Linked DNA regions of Oryctolagus cuniculus: region 1 is linked to region 2. A link is a contact called in public Hi-C data. All regions are on one chromosome and are shown on one strand. The core of a region is the stretch at or near the end of the contact, and the rest is flanking DNA. Distances in the headings are between cores, read along the strand shown. Region 1 has its middle 23 kb from the start of FRY. Region 2 overlaps FRY (FRY microtubule binding protein).

Region 1 (7,716 bases), core at 3,176-5,675, 98 kb before region 2:
CATACTTATATACAACCGCTAAGAGCATGTGGTCTGGGTGCATTTAACACAGGGCAGATCATTCTATCCATAGGCCTTAGTGGATCTCTGTAGTGTGGCTCAGTATTAGAATGGGTGTCTACAATGATTCCTTATATCTGTGTAGCTTCTACAGCTCACAATGAACTTATACATAAAAACACTCTCTACAGAAATACTTCAGATCTCACAAATAGTTCTCAACACAACTGAAGCCAGATATCAGTTCTCTTAGTGCCTAACATGATGCCTTTCCACTCTATCACATTTTCCCTAACCCCATGTCACCAACAAAATACTCCATTAGTGTTGAATACTATAGAATGCTGAAAGCAAGAAAGAACTCATTTGAAAGTTTAAGATTTGGTGAATAAATGAGCAAATGTGTGGGACAGGACTTAATACATAGTAGATGTTGGATAATGGATTGTTGAACGAGTAAACAAATGAATGAAATGTGTCGATCCTTAGTTGTCTGAAATCATGATCTAGTTATCGAGGCTGACTCAAGGGTCATGGATGGCTGAAATGGTCTAACACAGGACTGAGGAAGATATGTTGCTGTGCATAGAGGAGTATATTTCCAGACACTTTCCAGAGCCATCATTCTCTTCCTTACCATCTGATGGTACACAAAGCCACATTTGAGGCTGACGCCGTGGCTCACTAGGCTAATCCTCCGCCTTGCGGTGCCGGCACACCGGGTTCTAGTCCCGGTCGGGGTACCAGATTCTGTCCCGGTTGCCCCTCTTCCAGGCCAGCTCTCTTCTGTGACCAGGGAGTGCAGTGGAGGATGGCCCAAGTGCTTGGGCCCTGCACCCCATGGGAGACCAGGAGAAGTACCTGGCTCCTGCCATCAGATCAGCGCGGTGCACCAGCCACAGCGCGCCGGCTGCGGTGGCCATTGGAGGGTGAACCAACGGCAAAAGGAAGACCTTTCTCTCTGTCTCTCTCTCTCTCACTATCCACTCTGCCTGTCAAAACAAAACAAAACAAAACAAACACACAACAAAACAAAAAAAAAGCCACATTCGAAAGTGCAGTTTGCAAACAGGTAAGAATGCAAACCAAGGGAGATTTAAAAACCATGTGTACAGTAAGACCTTGAGATTCAGATAAGAGTTGTGCACAAATTTGTTATTTGCTGATAGAGCATCTTTCTTGTAATCTGCAATGAAACTTTCTTTAAAAAGAGATCATATCTTCTTTCTTCCTGATGCTGACCACAGAGATATAAGAGGTTAAACAAAGTTCTTGACTTTGACTCTAAAGTGAGAACAAAATCTGCTCAGGGAAGAGAAACTTATCGGAAGGCAAACCTTGGTTCCAGGTTAGGAGGAGGGGGGCTGCTTCCCAGAGGCTGCACAAACAGTAGAGATTTGCTTTGGGATTACTAACAAACTACAAGCAATCCCTGCCTAGCAAAAACACCAGAATGGCGTTAAGTCAACCTGCCTGCAAAACCCACATAGGAGAGGAGAGGGCTCAGCATTTCCATCCCACCACAGCAATCCTTGATTGGGCTCCTGATCAGTATTGTCTGTGAGATGATTATATAACTCTACCAAATACTGAACTTGCATAATTGTGAGTTAGAAGCTTGCTAAAAGGGGCAGGCATTTGACACAGTGACTAAAATATCTCTTGAGATGCATGCATCCCATATCAGAGTGTGTAGGTGCTAAGCCTTGGCTCTGTTCCCACCGTAAGAGGTAGCAGGTGACAGTTCAAGTACTTTAGTTCCTGCCACCCATGTGGGAGACTCAGTTTGAGTTTTTGGCTCCTGGGTTTTGCCTGGTCCAGCCCCAGTTATTCCCAGCGTTTTGGGGAGTGAATCAGCAGGTAGCAACACTCTCTCTCTTTCTTGCTCATCTTCAAATAAAATAAAGGAAACTTTAAGTACATTTTTAAAATTTGCTCAAATATCCAAAGTCTTGTTGTTAACATGAACACCAAAAGAAATAAAATTCTATGAACTCAGAGCAATTTTGCATCCATAGGTTTTGAAGATTTATTTTAAAAATTATCAATTATAGAACAGTCTTTAGCAAGGAAATTAATGTCTTTCCTGCAAGTGCAGTGGGGAAGCAAAGCAGAGCCTTCCCAGAATTCCACAGAGGCAGACTGGCTTTCCCTGGCAGCTCTGTCCTTGAGCTCCTAAAGTCCAGAAGCTCTGCTGGGGACCTCCATGCAGTCTCCTGGCCAACAGTGGTGTTGGGAAAGCCACAGACCAGTGGTTTGCTTTCTTTTCTTTTTAACAATGTAATTAGTGTTGTTACAAACCAAACTGCAGTAATATTGAAAGGAATTAAAGAACTGAAAATCACCCATAATCCTACCCTCTTAATGTAATGACTATTTTCGTTTATTTCCTTTCTCACCCTCATTATGTACAATCTATGTTTTGTTATATTGTGCTCTTTTCCTTTTGAAGGAGTGTAAGATCTTTTCCATGATGTTACACAATTGTTATTTTTCTAGACAGAGACACATAATTTCCTAGGGAAATATTCAACAAATTGACTTGAACATGTCCCTGCTGTGAAACATTTTGGTTCTTTCCAACTTTGCTCATTCACTCAAAAAGTATGGAAACATGTTTTATGTGCTAAACACTGAGCTAAACACGAGAAATGTAAATACGAACTGGTTCCTGCTCTTGACAATTTCAGGCTGAGAAACAAGTGCTCACTGAAAGGGGCCAAATCACAGTGTAATGAGGGCATCAAAAAGCAGGGATTTTTTTTAGGAGCTTGATCAGCATTTCTTGAAGTGCTTAGAAAGGGATATAAATCGGTTTATGAGAAAAGGGGACTCCAGAGTGTAGACTTTGCAAGAAGTGGAAATCAAGTTAAACATAGGCTTTAAAAAGAGCTGCTAAAGACTCAGGTGCACCATCAACCTCGAATGGGAAATACGCTCTACAGATCCCTCCATTGTTTGTTGTTTGTTTGTTTGTTTGTTTTTTGACAGGCAGACTTAGAAAGAGAGACAGAAAGGTCTTCTTTTTTCCATTGGCTCACCCCCCAGTGGCCGCCATGGCTAGCTCGCTATGCCGATCCGAAGCCAGGAACCAGGCGCCTCCTCCAGGTCTCCCACGCAGGTGCAGGGCCCCAGGACTTGGGCCATCCTCCACTGCACTCCCAGGCCACAGCAGAGAGCTGGACTGGAAGAGGAGTGACCGAGACAGAATCCAGTGCCCCGACCGGGACTAGAACCAGGTGTGCCGGCACTCCAGGCGGAGGATTAGCCTAGTGAGCCATGGCGCCAGCCCTCTCCATTGTTTTTAACTCAGGATCCACTGCACTGCAACCATCATAGGATTTATGCAGCAGACACTGAGAAAGTGCCCTGGTACATATGACAATCTGCTGTCCCAACAGCCAGAACCCATGAAACAGATCATTCCGGAATCTGAGCTTTACAATTCCACCCACTGCATTATCTTTGATAATTTTACCAATTAGATGGGTACTAAATTATTTGCTATGAATGTTTCTAAAGTGCTTCAAGTGCTTAGTAGATCCAACCCCCACCATGTTTAGATATTGTTATGAGTTGATTGTGTGTTCCCAAAAGATATGTGTTGCAGTCTGAATCCCCGGAACCTAGAACCTGTGCAGAGATAATCTAGTTAAATTGAGGTCAATAGGTAGGGGTTTTAGCCGATGTGACCTGTGTTGTTAGAAGAGGGAGAGGGAAATGTGGATACAGACATGAGCACACACAGAAGCCAGGCCTGTGAAGATGGAGGGAGAGATTGGAGTAATAATGCTGCTCAAGCCAAGGAATGCCTGCAGCTACCAGAAACTGGGAGAGACCAGAAAAGAGCCTCTTTACGGGCATTGAGAAAGCACATTGACCTTGGCCAATACCTTGATTTCAGACTTCTGGCCTCCACAACTTTGAGAGAATAAATTTCTCACTGTGCTCTGAGGACATGAAAGGAGTGGAGGCAAAATAAAGACGTTCAATCAAGGACCAAGTCAGGATAAGGAGTTAGCTTTGTTACTTGATGCAGCAACAGCATAATCCTGGAACCTGATGAAAGTGTAGAGTATGGGCCCCACCCCAGACTTACTGAAGCCAGCAGTGTGTGTTTGTTAGATCCCTGGCTGATTGACATGCACACCAGTGTGAGAGGCACTACTCAAGTCAATCAAGGCTTGTGCCCTGCTCTGTTTCCTCCCTTTCCCTTCCACAGGTGTTGATTCCCAGAGCATTCCCTGAACACTAAACACTAAACTCTGCTCCGAGTCTGCTTTCTGGAGATTCTGTGGCACACCATGAATAAAATATTAGGTGTTCAGGCCTGGAGGAAAAAAAGTGACGTGAATCTCACAAGGGCCATCAAAAGACATTCCAAGTCCCTGAGCAGCCACAGAGAGGCAGTGTAAGCTCAGACAAACCTCTTATTGTCTTTGTACCTGGAATGTTTATCAGGCAAGAATAATCCTCCCCATCTATCTCAAAGGCTCTTGTCATGAGGACTCAATGATGAAACAATGTGTGTCTTGGAGAGCCCTCATACAGAGCTCAGGCAGTAAGTTCTAGAATTATGGTTTTTTCTTTGCCTATTCCTGAAATCCATCCTTCTCAGCATTTAACCATTCCGATCACTCTAGAAGAATACATCTCTGACATAACCTCACATAAAACTGAAACTGAATCTTAATAACTTATAGAGGAATGTCAAATTTCAAGAACTTAGAGGGGGAGCAGGAAGTTGACAATTAAGGTGTCCAGATCCCACAATACAGTGCTGGGTTCAATTCCCAGCTCTGGCTCCTAACTCCAGCTTCCTGCTAATGTGGACCTAAGAGGCAGAAGTGATGGTTCAAGTAACTGGGTCCCCACCATTTATGTGGAAGATCTGGATTGTGTTCCCGGATCCTGGTTTTGGCCTCAGAGCAGCTCCGGCTGTTGCAAGCATTCGAGGAGTGAACCAACAGATAGGAATGTGCTCTCTCAAAAAAAAAAAAAAAATTTTTTTTTTGACAGGCAGAGTGGACAGTGAGAGAGAGAGACAGAGAGAAAGGTCTTCCTTTTGCCGTTGGTTCACCCTCCAATGGCCGCCACGGCCGGCGCGCTGCGGCCGGCGCACCGCGCTGATCTGAGTGCAGGAGCCAGGTGCTTCTCCTGGTCTCCCATGGGGTGCAGGGCCCAAGCACTTGGGCCATCCTCCACTGCACTCCCAGGCTACAGCAGAGAGCTGGCCTGGAAGGGGGGCAACCGGGACAGAATCCGGCGCCCCAACCGGGATTAGAACCCGCTGTGCCGGCGCCACAAGGCAGAGGATTAGCCTAGTGAGCCGCAGCACTGGCTTCAAAAATTTTTTTAAAATTAAGTAACTCAAGGAGTATCAAAGTGGTATGCAAAATTATTAAAATGATAGTATGTCATGTCATACCCATATTCTAGGCTACTTAAAAACCTGTATTCTTGGACATTAAAAAAGAAAACTAAGAGAGTTCAAGGTAGACACTTTGGAATAGGTATGATTGAGGTATGTGGGCTCCATGTCCTATCTAAGAAGTTACATGGAATTGTTGTATGAGGAGGAAGCTTTATGCTCATATTCAACCCATCTTGGCTAGAGAATTTTTTTAGGTAAATGATTTCTTCAATTTTCTTTCTGCTTATGAAGTTTCTTCACAAGAATTAGTCTCTTATGAAAGGTGGTAAGTTAACAGGACATCAGGAGAATGACAGATATTTCAATTCCTAACAGAAGGAGAGAGTGATACAGTGGAGAATGGATGTAGTAGGGTTGGAACTCTTTAGTACAAAGTGTCAAACAGAAGCCTCTCTCATGGAGAAGTTGTACCTTTTCCTTCTGATGATCCTGTCCCATCCTACCTACCTATCTGCCTCCTTAACCACCTAGCTATTTCTATCACTCTTTTTCTGAGAAGGAAGTAGTCCCAGACCATTATGACAATTCACTTCCTGATAAATTGCTATGAAAGAAAAATGGGGGTGTTGGGGACTGCACCGTGACATAGCAGGTAAAGCCATCAACTGTGATGATGGCATCCCATATGGATACTGGACTGAGACATCGCTGCTCCACTTCCAATCCAGCTCCCTGCTAATCTGCCTGGGAAACCAGTGGAGGATGACCCAAGTACTTGGGCCCCTGCACCCAAGTGGGAGACCTGGGAGAAGCTCCTGGCTCCTGGCTTTGGATCAGCCCAATTCTAGCCATTGTGGCTATTTGGGGAGTGAACCGGTGGATGGAAATCTCTTTCTCTCTTTCTGTAACACTGCTTTTCAAATAAATAATATTTTTTATAAATTTAAAAATGAAAAATGGAATGGGGGCAGGCATTAGGCACAGCAGTTAGCAGACTGCTTGGAAAGCCTCATCCCATATTGGAGTGCCTAGGTTCAAGCCCCAGCTCTGCTCCTGATTCCAGCTCCCTGCTAATGCACATCTTGGGAGACAGTGGTGGTGACACAAGTAATAGGGTTCCTGCCACCCGCGTGGGGAACCTGAATTGAGTTCCTGCCTCCCAGCATTGGCCTGGCCCAGACCTGCTTATTAGGGTAAATTGGGGGGGGGGGGTGTAACAGATAATAGAATATCTCTCTACCCCCACTCACTCTTTTCCAAATAAAATGAAAACTAATTTAAAAAAAAAAGAGGATATAATAATGACCTGTACACCTTAAACCACCTTTGGAGACCTGTAAGTTTCTCATTTCTATTAACACTTTATAAATTACAAACTTAAACTAAAATCTCAGTTGCCCTTTGCCAATCTTTCAGAATTCTGAAAAGTACTCCTTTGCAAAGCCACCTTCCCTGTGCTAAGTGCAAAGATCTTTACTTTAGGCATTTTTAGCACTAGTAAGGACAAAGCATGTTTATGCCAAAAACCAAAGCCCACTGCTCACAGCCAGAAAACAAGCAAGAACAAATTAGCCTTGATTTTCTCCCAAAAATGTTACTAAATTCTGACTAGAGAAGTGGGAGTCAACTTGACAGCCAGTAGAAGAAGGCTTAAGCTAAACTGAAAAAGGCGATGTGGGTTTAGGACTCTCAGCCCTTCCCCTAAGTCTGTTTTCTCTTCCCTTTAGGGTCCTGCAACCTTTTTAAAGGTTTGTCTCATTCCCTTGCAGACCCCTGGGCCCCCAAACTCCCCACCCTCTCTTAGTCCTCCTTGACCCACTGTCTTTATTTTGCCCCCAGCCCTCAACTCAGGGTGTGCACTGCTTCCCCTCTACACCCCACCCCAGTCGTTGATGGGGTCTCAGGTCCTTAGGATTTAAAAGCTGATCCAGAGGCCATCAACTACCACAGAAACAGGTGGGATAGGAACAGGCTACTTTCAGATAATATGTAATACGTGCATGTTAACAATAACACCCAGAAGACCCATGGTCCATGGGAACCACTGTAAAAAGGTTCATTTATTTATTTGAAAGACACAGTTACACACAGAGAGAGAAACAGACAGATTGTTATCTGCTGGCTCATTCCTGGCTGCAATGGCCAGGTCCAAGCCAGACCGAAGCCAGGAGCTTCTTTCGGGCCTCCCACGTGGGTGCAGAGGCCCAAAGACTTGAGCCATCCTCTGCTGCTTTCTCAGGCTTATTGACAGAGAGCTGGATCAGAAGTGGAGCAGCCAGGACTCCAATCAGCGCCCATGTGGGTTGTTGGTGTTGCAGGTGGTGGCTGTACCTGCTATGCCT
Region 2 (7,258 bases), core at 351-2,850:
ATGATTGGGCTGTTCTGTGCATGGCTGAATCCTTCTTAACTTTTGTGCCTCAGCCTAACCCATGCCTCTGCAGTGCCTCCCTGACACCCCGTCTAGCACAGTCACTCTCTGCCAATCACTGCCTTAGCACTGGGATGTATTTGTTTCACAGTTTGACACGTTCTTGTTCATCATACTCATCTATCTTAATTTTTACTTTTTGATCTGTGTGTGTTTGCAAGACAAAACATGACTGTAAGCTCTGTGAGAGCAGGGGACTCTATGGCCTTATTTATTTATTGTACATTAACCTTGGTGCTTGGAACAGTTTTCCATAGAAAGTGCTGTGGTGTAGTGGGTAAGGCTGCCGCCTGCAGTGCCGGCATCTCATAAGGGTGCCCGTTCAAGTCCCAACTGCTCCACTTTGATCCAGCTCTCTATGGCCTGGGAAAGCAGTAGAAGATGGCCCAAGATCTTGGGCCCCTGCACCCATGTGGGAGACGTGGAGGAAGCTCCTGGCTCCTGTCTTTGGATCGGTGCAGCTCTGGCCAATTGGGGAGTGAACCAGTGGATGGAAGATCTCTCTCTCTCTCTCTGCCTGTCCTCCTCTCTCTGTGCAACTCCAACTTTCAAATAAATAAATAAATAAATCTTTTAAAAAAAAGAAGTGCTGAAAAAACTTGGGGGACAAATAAGAATGAACCAATTTAAGCAACAAGAAGATCTGTTAAGTGGATGATGGTTTCTGTTTTATTTTGTTGTGCAGTCTTGGCTAATCCAACTAAATTCTTAAATTCTGCTCAGGAAAATAAAATAGAAACTTGCTATCATTTTGGCTGATTCAGTTCACTGAAACCTCTTGCTTCTGCATTTGTGATGCAGGCCACCATAGGGAAGAAACACGATGGTACTGGAAATCGACCAAGTTTCCAATTGAATGCATGGGAGGCTAAGGCAACTTGGTGACATAGTCCTTAGGCCCCTACTACCGCTGCCTTTGATCATGTAGCGAGAGTGTAGCTTCAGTTCCAAGTTTGGACGGAAGCATATGGCTGAGGTGCTCACTACTCCAGAGCATGCCTCACTTCTCTCCTTAGTCTTCCCTGCCTTTTACCAATGCAAGGTGTAATAGGGGCCACCAGTGGTGGGGGGAGGTCCATTCTTGCCATTAGCCATGTGGTAGGTTCCCACCTGGGTGGCTACAGCCACAGAAATCGTCTGCATGAATTTATCTGACTCTCGGCTGAGCCACACCCTTTCCCTAAGGAGAGTGCTGAGGCCAAACCCGTTGACCCATTTAGAGATCCAGGGCCGAGAGAGCTTTCTGTTTTCTTTGTCATCACAGCACTATTTGTGGCATTCTAATCGTGTGGCACTCTTAAGACTATAATTAGAGAGTTTCGCCTCCAAAGAATGTGGACCATTTCTTGTTTCGAGTTACCCCTTGGGGACTTGGTATGGAAGTTGTTTTCTCTTTTTGCAGTCCCGTCAGCACCGAGGCGCAGGACCGCGGACAAGTTCCCCCTTCTCCCTTTCTCCTTGCCCCGTTGCAGAAAGAGGCTGTGTAGCTTCCCTCTGTTGAGAGCCCCACCCTTCCTGTTGCTAAGCAGCTGAACGGGATTACATAAATGGTCAGTTTCTCAACTGTGTCAGTGAAACAGCAGCGGCAGCCGCCTCTCACACTTGGGACTTGGGATTAGACAATGAGGAGGCGATCAAAGGCAATAAGTGAAGTTCTCATTAACAATAAGTTGGACTTAGAAGTTACCAACTAGGAGGACTTGGAAAGAGAACAACCCGCCCCCCCCCCCCCACCTTGTTCTAATTTTCTATTTTCAGAAAGACCTGATCAAACAAACTCATTCTCCTCTCCCAAGTTGTTCCTTCGAGCTTTTTCTCTATTATAAGAGTAATTCCCTATTGTGACTAAAAGAAAAAAAAAAGCAAGGAAGAAAAATGACACAGTATTCCACTGCTTTAATACAAACCTTATTAACATTTGGATACGTTTCCTTCAGGGATTTGTACTCATTGTATTATGATAGATTCATTTGTTTATATTTTTATTTGTTTATGCCTACTTATAAGTTACAGACTTTTATCCTTTAATTAGAATAATTATTAAGTTGCAGTTATTAATTTGCTTTTGTATTTCAGGTTAGGGTGGACTCTAAATACAAAATCAGGTCTAAATCTGTGTGCTTTGAAGGGGCATATTTGCATTTCTGACCCATATGAAAAGGCTAACCTCATTTTGACAATAAATCCTCCCTCATCCCATGTACTCGACTTCTTTTTAATAAAGCCAGTTGCATGATGGCCCGTCTCCACGAGACACTTGGTGACCCTCAGGCCACGTGCGACTTCCCGTGGAAATTTTCCATGTGACAAGCCTGTGGATTAAGGATTCCAGCAGTTTCCTTTCGGAGCCCTCATGTTTACAGACTGCACTCACCTGTGTGGTTCTCATGAGGTTTGCTGCAGGCGCTGACTCCCCAGAGCAAGGCAGACTGTATGTGGGGGTACTTAGCATTCCACCTGGTGGTGAGATGTGAAATCCGCGCACTTGGGCTGCTTTGATGAAGCCTTCGCCTCCAGATACACTAGTGGCTTCCCAAAGCGCCGCTTTGCAAACAGCTCTAAACAGAAGTTAAGGAGTTCAAAAAGGCATGCTGTGAATTGGACACTAGAGGGCGCTAGAGTTACGTGCTAAGGGGCCTCTGCTTTCTTCTGGGTGCTACTGTTAAAATGGAAGATGAACCTTTTTAAATATTGCACTACCTTCTGGTGAACACATTTGTGAGACATTTGACAGCTTCATGGCATGAGTCAAAGCTTTGTTGGTGCTTATCATTCTAGTCAGCATCTTCTCCAAAGCAGGTCTTTTTCATCCCATGCTGAATAAAAGAAATTCTAGCAATCTCCTCTTAGATGGTTTTATTTTTCTTTGCAGAAACCACATTATTCCAAAAATAGAATTTTTTTTGCCCTCATCCAGTACACCAGTACATAGGCATGTGTGTTAAAATTTTTAGGAATTCTAGTCTGCCAGATACTGAAGAAATGACATTTCAAACCTGCTTTTAGAACCATAAGATTTCATCATTTGATCAGTATGTGGCTCCTTTTGAACTTAAATACATAAGTGTGTCAGGATAAAGTAGGCGCACTGAAAAAAGGGAAGTGTGGTTAATGAGACAATCAAACTAGTATTTGTTCATAAATTACCATTTTAGTGAAAACAGCTGGTTTTATTTTCAACATTAAACCATTTTAAAAATAGAAAATATTTTGTCCAACATAATTTACTGAAATTACCTGGAAGTAAGCACAGTCGTGTGTGGCTTGATAATGGGGACATGGTCTGAGAAGTGTGTCGGGCGACGTCGCAGTTGGCAGACCTCACAGGATGTGAGATGGCTCCCTCACTAAGTGACAGAGTCTTAGCGGGGCAGGGACGTGCGTGTGGCCTGTGGCTGACCGCTTTGCTGCCTGCTGTTTGTCTCGGAAATGTCTCTTGAACCATCCCTGCCCTCAGTGACCTGCTTACCAACTTACAGACATGTAAGAGGCACGTGATGCTCTCAATAGTTGAAGAGAGAAATAGTCGGAGAGTTGCAACGTGTATTAGATAAAGTACTGAGTATTTAAAGAATGAAGAGACGACAGGCCCTGGGAATGAGCGGAACAAGTTGTGCTTGGAGGGAGGATCAGATAGAGTGAGAAGGGAGACAGATGAGAGCAGGTGGGGAGCGGTGGAAAATGTGCCCATGGACCTGGCCTGGTTTTCATGCTGTTTCTTTGTTTTTAATGCCGTGGTTTTTCGGTTTGGACTTTCCTGTTGTTGTCTTTTTGGTTGAGGTTTAACATTTGTTTTGCTTATTGTACGAGTGTTTGTTTTACCAAAAAATTGTAAAATGCCAGCCATGCTCGAGATGTGCGGTCACTCCCCATCCCGGGTGTGACTGATGGTGGATTTTTCCAGGGCTTCACAGCGCTGCTCAAGCCGCGTGAGTGGGCGCTGCTGTAATGTCCAGTGTGGGAGGTGGGTTGCCTCAGAAAGGGTGAGGAGCTCAGCTCCCCAGCGTCCCCACAGCACCTGGTTCCGGGGGATGCCACCGCCCTCACTGTGCTGTGTCCTATGCACCGGGACCATATCCATCTCCTAGTGAGGACTGAATTTTCAAGGTGAAATTATGGCCTAATCCTATATTTGTTATTCTGATTCAATGCGCATTAGGAGCTAATAAATATTTTAATTAAGATACATTTTTATTAATCCAAGAGCGGTATGAATGCATCATAGGAAAGTAGAAAATACATAGGAGCAAAAATGTGTTACAGGACAGTATATTCCCACACAGTTTACTGTTGACATCACAGTATCTGTCCTCCCAAGCATTTTTCTATTCCTCTCTATCTGTATCCACCTTTCTAGCTATTTACCTAGGCATTTTTTAAATGGGACTCTACCACACTCCTAGTCTTTCTTTTAAATGAATAATCTCCACATTTCCATTTTAGTAAGTATTGATTGCCCTTGGATGATTCCTATCAACAGGCACATTGCACGGAAGTTCCTCTGCTTGGAGCGAGAGTTGGCCCTAATTGTCAAGAGGCCAGTGTCCCATGTCAGAGTGCCTGGGTTAGATTCCTGGCTCTCAGTCCCAATTCCAGCTGCCTGCCCGTGCGGCCCCAAGAGGCAGCAGCGATGGCTCAAGTAGTTGAGTCCTTGCCGCCCACACGGGAAACCTGGGTTGACGCCAGCACCTGACTGTGGTCACAGCCCAGCCCTGCCGTCTTTCCAGCCAGTGCAAGCATTTGGGGAGTAAACTAGCAGATATGAGCTCCATAGGTATTTTTCTGTTGCTCTGTCTCTGTGTATCTCTCCCCCCTCCTCAAAAATGTAAACCCCCTTTTCCAGGGGATTACGGGCTGAAATACAGATTTTTGGAACCCAATCGAGCTAGCGATTGACAATCTCCATGATTTTGAATTTGTTTTTTAGCACGCATCTAAATGCCCATTTCCAGGTCTATATAACATTGTTTTGCGGAGCCAGAATATTATTATTGCCATTGTGCAGAATAGTATTGCCATTGTGTAGACAGATAAACTGCAATTTATCTAACCAGTCTTTGAGGTTCAGGCTTTTGTTATCATGACCAAGGCGATACGGTTCATTAAGTGGTGAGCGTTGTATTTTTCCATGACAGACATTCTATAATTCTCTATAAATATCAGCACAGATTAATTGTGAGCATAAAAAAATGAAAACCTATGCCCAATATGGATATAGGGGGCTTTGGGATTAAAGTAATGTGTTCCAAACACAATAAGGCAAATTCAGCATGAAATGGACTGAACCAAAACTGCTACCAGAATGTGTCTGTGTGCCTGCCTGCCTGCCTTCCTTCATTTGTGCCTCACAGGCACGTGACTAATCTGGCTGTGGGGGCAACCAGGTGACTCAGGTCTCCAGGCAGAGCCCCCTCCTCTGCCTTATGTGGACACACGGATTCATTTTGACTCTGATCCTTTTGGCATCTGCTGACAGATTCTTTTTGAACACCACTGATTAAGTTACAATCAAACAGTTCCACCCACATTATTTCTTTAAAAATTCTTTTTTTAAATTTATGTAAGAGGCAGAGACACAGGCATGCAGGCAGAGATACCCCATCTGCTGATTGATTACCCCCAAATACCTGCCACAGCCTGGGCTGAGAGCTGGGAACTCAATCCGGGTCTCCAAAGTGCGTGACAGGGAGCCAACAACTTGAGCCATCACCTGCTGCCTCCCAGGGTCTGCATTATATATAGTGTTAAATTTTCCAAATTGCCCCTAAATTGGAAAATGTGCTGTAGGATAGAATACCCATTACTTTAGGAATTATATAATGATATTTATTTAGGGGATCTGCACAGCAGTTGTGCCTGCAACTGGCTCCCAAACAGCTAAAACCTAAGTGTGTAGATGTGTGTAGACACGGAAACAGGAAGGGAGGGAGACAAAGATAATGTAACCGATGCAGCAACCAGGGCCCGATGTCAGTCTAGGCAGAGCATGGAGGGAGCTCCTTGTCACCTTTCTGCAACTCACAGCTATAGACACACCACTTCAAAAAGTTCACGGAAAATGTGCTAGTAGGGAAAATTACTCCTGTATTTCAAAGTTGTACAGCAAAATAGAAATCTTTTAATTCCATTTCTATGGTCCAGTGATATAGTGTAGTGAGTAAAGACACTACCCTGAGACGCCAGCATCCCGTATGAGCAAAGATTCGAGTCCTGGAATCAGAAGTAGAGCCGGAACTTGAACTGCATTCCAATAATAAAAGGTGGGTGTGTTAACCCCTCTGCCAGAGGCTCACCTTCCAACCCGTATTATTTCAGTCAAATATGTGTTGGTGTTAATGATGCAATTCTTCAAGTTCTGGACTGCCCTAGAGAACAAGTCCAGAATGTTTTCATATCTAATTTTCTACTTTCAATGTTTTTGGTAATCCCCCTCCCCCCATTTCATGATGTGTGTCAGTGGAATTTAACTTGAACTGTTTAACAATTGAGTAATTAATTACTTGAAGCTTTAATTATAATTACCAGCTGATCCCCACCACCCTTTGTGACACGTGGTGGCAGTGAGTTTCTGGGGCTGTGAAGGACAGGTGTTGAAACTCCATTAGGCCTGTTGTTTATGGGATTTAGATCATTAGATTAAAAATGTTCTTCAAAACTCTCACGTGGACCATATTACTGAACAGGCTATTTATGGACTAGCTAGACACCATGAGGTGGATACTTTCTAACCTTTCAAACATGATATTGCTGCAGTCTGTTTCAGCATAGTAACTAGTGCTTACAGGAGGATGTTTCAAAAGGTTGCAAAAAATCAGTATTTTGAAAAAAAGCATGGATTCCAAATTTTTTTGCACAAAATAAAGAGATCTTTTAAGTATTTTGCATGAATTTTTGAAGCACCTGACACATCCATTTATTCATATTTATTGAGACCTTCCTTGGTAAGCGACAGGTACTACGCTAGGCACTGGAGTTTCAATGGTGAACAAGAGACTTAGTTCCTGCACTGATGAAATTCACAGTCTAAGGGGGCTCAAAGGCAAAAGGCAGACAATTTCTGTGAACACAGAAGAGCACACAGGCAAAACAATCCAGCATTGCAGCATCAGGACTCCCCTGTGAGGGATGCCAAACAGAAATCTATAGGCCAAATAGACACCGGTCAAGAGAGGGCAGGAGATGTCTACGGCAAAAGGAA

Evidence for each region. Hi-C and Micro-C count contacts between places; a contact is called where the count stands out from the background.
Region 1: a Hi-C map of an unstated tissue shows a contact between it and region 2, with 2.2 times the contacts expected there. The contact joins two enhancer-like sites. A contact is called at or near these places in 2 of 6 Hi-C or Micro-C datasets (embryonic fibroblasts and an unstated tissue).

Annotation. Positions count from the first base shown.
Region 1 is chr9:82,520,595-82,528,310 of mOryCun1.1, reverse strand. No RefSeq gene overlaps it. Among named protein-coding and RNA genes, the nearest start is that of FRY, 23 kb to the right of the region's middle. Within about 2 kb of position 4,425, at least 1 of the 8 cell types and tissues checked has an H3K27ac peak or open chromatin away from gene starts, as enhancers often do.
Region 2 is chr9:82,419,818-82,427,075 of mOryCun1.1, reverse strand. The region is part of intron 1 of FRY (FRY microtubule binding protein); the gene reads left to right. Among named protein-coding and RNA genes, the nearest start is that of FRY, 78 kb to the left of the region's middle. Within about 2 kb of position 1,600, at least 4 of the 8 cell types and tissues checked have an H3K27ac peak or open chromatin away from gene starts, as enhancers often do.